Linked DNA regions of Sus scrofa: region 1 is linked to region 2. A link is a contact called in public Hi-C data. All regions are on one chromosome and are shown on one strand. Each heading gives the region's core, a stretch centred on a gene start, on an enhancer-like site or on the middle of the called end of the contact. The rest is flanking DNA. Distances are from core to core; before and after follow the strand shown.

Region 1 (4,507 bases), core at 922-3,421, 48 kb before region 2:
AAGTGTTTATTTTCAGATACATAATGTAATCAACAGCTGCCTCCCTGACCAGTGGTGTCCTTACATCCACTCTCCTTGGGCCCCTCCTTATCCTCCTCATGCTTTTACCTGTAAATTCTGCCCTTCACTTTCGAGTTCCTCCAGTAACATCTATTTAACAACTTTTTAGGAACAATCTGAACTGTGCCAATTGGAGGTGTCCAATTTGGTCAAAGAAGGAAAAATTGTGTTGTGTTTTGAGACACAGTTGTGTGGGAGATGGATGAGTATATTTGAGGGCTGGGGTGAGACAGGAGGGAAAGAAAAACATACGTATCTCAAAAATCAAATCAAAAGCCCTAAGTTATGGAAATGCCAGGGATAATGACGGCAAATTGTTTGGGAAAAAGAATCTCATGTTCCTATCTTATGAACTTCTAAATCATATGCTGCCAAATAGCATTAGGCTAATATATTTCCATGGCTAATCATTTTTCTCTGGAATGTTAGATATATGCCCCCAGATTATCACATTTTATCTATTATAAGACTCCATCAGTAGTAAGACATGCCATCATTTTACCTACTACTAAGAAAGAAAAACTTTCCCAATTAAACTATGATGTGCCATCAGTTTTAAGAAGGATCCTGATTCAAGAAATGCTTACATGTCAAAAAATAAAAAATAAACCTTACCTCTTGTAATTGATGAAATAAGATTCAGTTTTTACAAGAGGTGGTTTTTTGGTTTTGTTTTGTTTGATTTTTAAATTGATGTATAGTTTATTTACAATATTATGTTATTTTCATGTGTACAACATTGTGATTAAGTATTTTTATAGATGATACTCCATTAAAAGTTACTGCAAAATAATGGTTATAATTCCCTGAACTAGATACCATATATCTTTTTGATTTCTATTTTATGTATAGTAGTTTGTATCTCTTAATCCTATACCCAATTTGCTCCTCCCCCCCTTCCTTCTCTTCTTTGGTAACCACTAGTTAGCTTTATGTAGGCAGAAAATAAAATTTAGCTTTAGATTAGTGATCAAAATAAATATACTCAAAATTTCTAGTTCAGATTCTACTCTAAATCATGCTGTTTGTTCAGAATATAAAACAGTTTATATTCAATTTTAATACAAATCTGCTTAAATCTTACTTTGTTTTTTTCAGGAAGCGATGATGTCTGAATAACCAGATGAAGCCCACAATTCACCTACAATGTAAAAATTAAAATATGCTTTTAACACACACACACTCCTCCCCAAAACAGTACAGCTAAAGATATAACAAAAATTAGAATAAAATGGAATGCTTGCTTTTTGTTTCTTTTTTGTGGTAAACTATCATGTTCTGGGAATTTGCTGAAAACAATAAAATCAAGACTAAGAATTAGAAGGTTTCACTGTGGTTTATTTTCCAAAATGTCTGCAGCAATTTAACCCTCTACTTAGCACCTCAGGCTTTTGACACTTGCCATTTCAAGTCTAGGCAAATACCTCAGTGAGACAGGTGAAGGAGTTGGGGGTGCCTGTTAATAATAAATTATTTTCTTAATTTTAAAAAAAGTAATTGGCCAGTTAAAGGAATTTAAATGAACCCTAGCCTTTCACAGCAGACCAGCTCCACCTTCTGGGAAGCCCAGATCTACGACAAGACTTTGAATACCCATCACAATATAAAATACCCTCCAAGTGTCTTGGTCCAGTCCATGAATCTCAAGCCTCGGTCAGACAATAGCTTGAGTAGACTCAGCGGTCCGGGACCCAATAATACAGCCCATCACCTAGGACAAAGACGCCAGTTAGAAAGGACGCTACGAATGTGAGAAAAGTAGAAGACTCAACCTACGTTGCTCGCAGCTCGGCCAGAAACAGAGCGGTATTTTCCGGGAATCATGGCAGGAGACTGTCCAAGAAGATCTGTTAGATCTGCCTTAAAAGTGACGCTACAGCACAGATTCAAAGAGACCGAAAGGGGTCATCTCCCAGGCAACCCGCTCAGCAGTTACCATGGAAACTACCATTTCCGGTCTGGTCCTCTACCAAATCAACCGGCCAGTGCACCCGTTGGAGCCTCTGGTTATATTTGGAGGGCCCAATACGTCACTACTCCCTTGTTCTATTTTCCTGGCCAGAAAACAAGGGAGCAGGAATGTGGAGAGGAGGATAAGACCGGGAAAAGGCCGGCCACCTGGGTAGCTATGACAACCACCACTTCCGGTCCGTCCTTCTTTACGGCCCACCTCAGCTGGGCCCGCGCGAAATTTGTATCTCTGCCTGTGACCACTCTCCGGGGAGGATTGGAGGCAAGAGGAGGAGAAGGAGGATCTGCAAGAGCCTGGTACTCTCCGAGGTGGGGCCGCAGTTCGGCACTTCCGGCGGCTGGAGGTGGGGGGAAGACACGAGGCCGACGCTGCCTCTGCAGGTGAGGGCGCAGGCCCCCAGCTCCCCAGCCCCCTAGGCAGCTACTATTCCCGCCCGCTGCGTGGCCGCCCACTGCGGCAACACCACCAAGTCAGGGAAGTCGCTGTTCCGCTTCCCCAAAGACCGGGCGGTGCGGTGCAACCACTTCGTACGGGGCCGCCGCGCCGACTGGTATGGGGGCCGTGACCGCTCTGTCAATTGTTCTGACCACTTCGCTCCAGCCTATTTCAGTGTCTCTTCGGTGATCCAGAAGAACTTGGGCTTCTCCCAGCGCCTGAGACTCGTGGCGGGCGCGGTGCCCATCCTGCACTGGCTGTCCTCCCCTGCACCTAAAGGGGAAGAAGAAGGCGACCGAACGGGTGGCCCCGAAAAGGGAGAAGAACCCCAGACAGGCAGGCAGCCCGAGACCGCCCCGGGGCCGGCCTCCTGTACTGCCCTCTAAGCCAGGAAGAAGGTTGTGACTTCACAGGTAAAGGGCTTCTTCACAGTAGTCCATCGAGGGTCGTAAAAGCATCCCGGATCTGTGGCTAGGCTCCTCCATTTAGTGTCATCTTGGGAAAGTCACCTCATCTCGAAGTTTTCTATTTACTCAGTGATATCCAAGAGCCTATTTAGCACTGACACTTTGGAATTAGAATTCCTTCTACCTCCTCTTCCCCAAACTAACTCTCACTCTCTCTTCTCTCTTCCTCCCTCTCTCATCCTTCACAGTTACCTCCACTCTCTGCTCCTGAGATTTTAACAGAAAGGGTTTAATTTGAGCACATCTCAAGGAATGAGGTGTTTAAAACTATTTCTGTACAGCATAGTACATAAGCATACTGTCAAAACAATGGGGGAAGTAGAGATGCTGATGAGGTTGAGTCTTGCTGACAACCCCTTCCCACTCCTAAACTTCCTCTTGACCAGCTGCCTTTAAATTAAATCATTCTAAAGAGATGAATTTTCCTACCTTGCTCTCTTCTGCCTGCTTTCTCCGGTATTCATAAGCATTGATTATACTTATTTTGCACCGGGTCACTACTGTCTTCCCCACTTCCCATCTTAATACTTCCTAGCCTTCTTTGAGTTAGTCAAACTTCAGCCCTACCACCATAACATAGATTAAATTATGACTGTTAACTGGATCTAAAAGGTGTTCAGTTTTAGAGATAGAAAGAATTCACCAATAAATCAAATGATCTGTAAGTGACATTTTGGCTTTGAATATAAAGTGGTAGCTGTAGAATTTTAGAGCTGAAGGAAACCTAGGTGCTCATCTAGTCCAAACTCACAATTTATGCAGAAGGAAGCCAATATAGGAGGTTAATTTACTCAAGAGCCTATAATCTTTTCTCTAGGTCTAATTCCCAGATAAAATCTCCTCCTACAATACCAACCTACTTCCTACATTGGGATGGGTGCTTAAGATCCTTTAACAGTATCCTGCAATTAATAGGATGAAGAACAAAATTATTAGCACAATTTACAGGGCCCTGCATGTTTTTTGCCCCTGCGTACCACACCAGTCCTATCCCAGTCCACAGTCCTTGTTGCTCACTGTGCACCAGTTATGGTGATCTTTCAAATGTTTTATTAGAGTCTAGTTGATTTACAGTATTGTGTCAATTTCTATTCTTTCCAATTTTTGAACATATTATAACATGAACATACTGTCTTTCCTACAAATAAGCCTTTTCTTAGTTGTTTCATATAATACCCTGGAATTTCCCCCCCCATTCCCCATCATCATCAGTTAAGTCCTTTTACATAAAAAATTAGTTCAAACTTCCTTCCCTTTTGACCCCCTAATTATATACTCTCATTCTTCATATGCTTCAATACCACATACATTTCAGTTGCGCTTATCACAGTTGTCATGAAGTAATTATGTAATTTGCTTAATGTTTGTCCTTAGATTAGAGTGTAAGCTATATGAGAGCAGGGTTCTTATCTGATTTGTTCATTATTGTATTGCCAGTACCTAGAACAATATTTTGCAAGTTTTTTTTTTTTTTTTTTTTTTTTGGTCTTTTTGCTATTTCTTGGGCCGCTCCCGCGGCATATGGAGGTTCCCAGGATAGGGGTCTAATCGGAGCCATAGCCACCGGCCTACG
Region 2 (4,171 bases), core at 82-2,581:
CTTTCTTGAATAGCTTGACTGGGAAAGTCAGCCAACAGCATTTCTACAGATGTTTCATTATTTTTAATGAAAACCAGCTCCCTCTCCACGCTGGGGCCCAAAGCCTGCCGTACATCTCGACTTGAGGTGCTGGCAGAACATCCAAATTCCAAACACATGCAAAACACCACCCTCCACATGTGTCCAAAGTACACCTCATCTGCCACCCCCCCATCCCACTGCCCCTCCCCGCCACCTGCTCCTTCTGACTTCCCAGCTCAGCCAGTGACACCGCTGTCTTCCGTGTCACCCAGACTGGAGAAGAGGCTCTGTGAGATATGTGACAGATGTAGGTTCTGGACTTCGACAGCCTGGATTCAAATCCTGGTGACTTTTGACAAATGGCTTAGCTTCTCTGTGCCTCTGTTTCCTATCCCAGGAAAGGTGGATGATAATAATTCCTACTTGCGATTTGTCAGAACGAGTTAATTCCTATAAAATGCTTTCTAACTTGCACATAGTAAATGCTCCAAGGATGTGAGGTTGTCATATTTATACCTTCTTCCTCCCTTTTTCCCACACTCAGTCAACAACTCAGAGGTGTTGGTTCCAGCCCCGAAACGTTCCTTACATGCTCTTTCACTCCTCACATGCTTACTTCTATACACCCTCGTCCCAAGATCTTCCTGTCTCCAGTCCTTCTCTTTAATACATCCCCCATTGTGCCACCAAATCTGTCTTACTAAAGCAGAGTTCTGTTTGCATAACTTGACTACTTAAAAACAAAAAATTGCTGGCTGTTCCTTCCTGACTATAGCGTAAGGTCCAAACTGCCCCAATTTCCTGCTGTGCTGTGCATCTTGCCGGGAAGTCTCTCTGAACATTAGCTCAGTTGGTCCACAGCCCGTCGGGCTGTAGAGTGACCAAGCTGCAGGCCAGCTTCACATTCAGAATCACATTCATGCCTGTGTCTCGTTTACTATTGCATCACCCCTGGGTGTGGCTGGGTTGAAAAGGCTCTGGTTTTTGCCACACGGGACTGAACCACATGAGAAAACACTTTTTTAAGACACATTAGTCATTGATTATTTTTAAATGTTTTCCCTAAAATGTGAACTAGCTTTTTCCAGTAGTTTTTAGCTACATATTCTACTTCTTATGAGTTGTAAACATGCTGGAAAAGCTATCTAGAAACCATTGGCAAAACTCTAAGGAGGGAAGGATTGAAACAGCAGCACAGGTTTTGACTTCTTGTCTCTGATGCTGACTGATCCTGTTGAGTGCTCCTTCCCTCAGCAGAGAGGTAACCCTGCAGGTGACAGCCTGAGTACTTCCACCTCATGGAGCATCCCTCAGGAGGAGGATCATGCTGATGGGTCAGTCCTTTGCAATGCTGCCAGTGGAGCAGGGCCATGCCAGCCACTCATTTCTCTGGGAGCTGGAATAAATGGGGTGGTGAGGAACATGTCGGAAATGTGTACGCAGCCCACAGGTGAACTGGGCTACTTTCACGTGGACCAATTTCTAGTTAAGAAGCTGTTTAATTTCTGGTTTGCACAGCTGCTGGTTTGGAATCAGCTATAGGATAAGGAGAAGTAAGAGAGTCGTGTTATGACTGTATATAGACATCCAATTAAATTCCACAAACATTCTCTACTATGGGTAAAAAAGCAGCAGGCCGAAGAGCTTTGGATGAAAGATGAATCCTAAGTGATCCTTGCCCTTGCTGTAGCTGGAGTGTGTGGTAGCTTCATCATTGCAATTATGGTTAATTCACCTTCAAAGATAAATTTGGGAAGGTCAATTTGTGGCTGTTCAGAGAGGTAGCCCAGGGGCAAATTCCTCTCATTACTTCACTCTCTTAGTGCCCTCTAGTGTCCAAACTGGGACATAGCCCTGTCTGAAAGGAATATACCTGGCACTTGCAGAGTCCAGCTTACACTCACCATGGTTGGGAAACAAGAAAGACCCTAAATTCCAAACTGTGGGGACTATCTCATCTCTCTAAGCTCTAGTTTCCTCATGTGTAAAATGAGAATGATAATACCTACAACATCAGTGTTCTTGTGAGGGTGAAAGGGGATACTGTAATACATGCAAGGTACTCCAGAATAAAGAAATAGCTTCAAAACATACATCGTCGTTATAACTCTTGGTCATATACTCACCCTAAGAAGGGTGGGAAAGGCTTTTCCAGAGCACTGATCTCTTTGCATTATAGCAATTGTTTATGCACCATTTCTCAGCCGGATTATGAACAATGAGGTAAGAACCACATATCTCTCAACACATGGCATCTGGCCCATGGCCAGAGCTCAGGAAGTGTTTCTTGAATGGATACTGAGTAATAACTTATTTTCCTCAGTCTTTTTTTTTTTCCTTTTTTTTTTTTTTTTTGCTTCTGTTTCCCCATGTCCCCTTTCCGTCTGAACTCCCCTGTTGTGAACCCTCCCGACCCCCAGGAAGGACCACCCATGACAGTGGGGTTCTGAGGCTCCCCTATGGGGACAGTTCCATTCTTGAAGTGTCAGTGTTGGGGAATATCTGTGGCCTGCGAGGCCCATCTCAGGTTTGGGGATTCCCCCAGTCCCTATGCTCAGTATTGGGGTGCCCTCTGGAAGCCTCGTTTCTTTAAGGCTCCAGCCCCTCTTTTAGCTACCCTTGAATGGGTGTCACTCCTGTATTTATGGAAATAAAGTATCATTTACTCAGTGTGGCTTGATTCATTTCCAGGTGAAGGGGACCTGGCTCCCCAAGGAGGGTGGGGAGGGAGGGCCTGAGGCCTAGGTGCCCGGATAACTGCTCTGGGGTGGGACCCCCTTGGTGTTTCTGCTCTCTCAATGCCCATTCTCTGTGGGTTCCTGATTCTCTGCAGGTTCTTTCCTGCTGTGGACAATTCTTTTCCTGTCCCAGCCTATGATAGGGGGCTGAGCCCAGGGCACCAGTGGTTTGAGCCCCAGCCTCATGGGTGGAATGTGCCAGCCACCCCCAGGCTAGACGAGGGGGCTAAGGGTCAGGGTGGGCATTTGCTGCGCCCCTTTTCGACCTTTGTATGCCAGAACTGGGTGAGGGGCTGCACAATGAGCCTCCTCTTCCTTGAGAGAAGGAATCTTGGTGGAGACAATAAGGCCCTGTCTGCTCTGGCATGGGGGGCGGCAGCTGACTCAACTCTGCCCCCCTCCCCCCAAGGCCCTCACAAATGTCATCAAGAAATGGGGCAATTTTGCCCTCAGTGCCCTGGGCAGCCCCCCTCCCTCGCCCCTTTGTGATGTCCCCTTCTTTCTTTCCTCGGCGAGCTTGCTTTCTCTCCCATGACCTGACCCACTTTGTTCTCTGCCTCTCCCTGCCCCCCAGTTCCCCGGTCTGTGTTGGGTTGAAGGGCAGGGGACAAGGGCCAGGGGTACTGCTGGCGGTATAAAGCCAGCAGCCTCTGCTGATCTGGGAGAGGTCCAGAAATAAGGGGCCGCAGAGGGTTGAGAAGAGACTTCTAGGGCGCCCTTTGCTCGGCTGGAGGTGAAGGTAGCGGGATTTGGCCTCCACTGAATGGACCAAGCTCAAACTATGTAGGAGGCTTGCGGGAGGGGACAGGAATGGGAGGGCTCTGTCTGCCCGCCCCTCCTCTCCCTTGCAGCCCGTGTAGCCCGCCCACCAGTCTGAGCTGCTACTGTTGAGGCTGGTCGGCCTGAAGTCTCCCGGACAGAGGCACAGACAGGTGGGGAGAGAAAGTCAGTGGGGAAAGAGTGGGATCACTCAGAGTCTTAGAGTGCTTGTGCATTTGGGGGTGGTGTCGGAGGGGAGGGGAGTGGGTCCAGGGTGAATGGTGCTGTGGGGTGTGAGGGTAGAAGAAACATGTTTAAGGTGGGGTTTCTGGGAGTTCCTGTCGCGGCGCAGCGGAATAAAATCCGACTAGGAACCATGAGGTTGCGGGTTCGATCCCTGACCTCGCTCAGTAGGTTAAGGATCTGGCGTTGCCGTGAGCTGTGGTGTAGGTCACAGATGCAGCTCAGATCTGGCGTTGCTGTGCCTGTGGCATAGGCTGGCAGCTGTAGCTCCAAATAGACCCCTAGCCTGGGAACCTCCATATGCCGCGGGTGCAGCCCTAAAGAGCAAAAAAAAAAAAAAAAAAAGGTAGGGTTTCCGGGTGTGTGGGTTTGTGCACAAGTGTGAAGGGGTGGCATGATGAGAACTGAGA

What was found. Hi-C and Micro-C count contacts between places; a contact is called where the count stands out from the background.
Region 1: a contact with region 2 is called in a Hi-C map of embryonic fibroblasts, with 5 times the contacts expected there. The contact joins the promoter of LRRC49 here to the enhancer-like site in region 2. A contact is called at or near these places in 1 of 5 promoter capture datasets (liver), 20 of 47 Hi-C or Micro-C datasets (adipose tissue, alveolar macrophages, brain and 12 more) and 2 of 2 datasets of contacts at active chromatin or transcription factors (alveolar macrophages and skeletal muscle).

What each region holds. Positions count from the first base shown.
Region 1 is chr1:168,551,025-168,555,531 of Sscrofa11.1, reverse strand. It overlaps LRRC49 (leucine-rich repeat-containing protein 49), which reads right to left and starts at 2,171. Exons shown (of 18, transcript XM_001928481.7): 1 at 1,837-2,171; 2 at 1,145-1,201. The coding sequence starts at 1,884.
Region 2 is chr1:168,502,126-168,506,296 of Sscrofa11.1, reverse strand. It overlaps the pseudogene LOC100522295. Among named protein-coding and RNA genes, the nearest start is that of LARP6, 26 kb to the left of the region's middle. Within about 2 kb of position 1,331, at least 15 of the 83 cell types and tissues checked have an H3K27ac peak or open chromatin away from gene starts, as enhancers often do. A contact at or near this core is called in adipose tissue, embryonic fibroblasts, omental adipose tissue and 2 more, where this site is marked.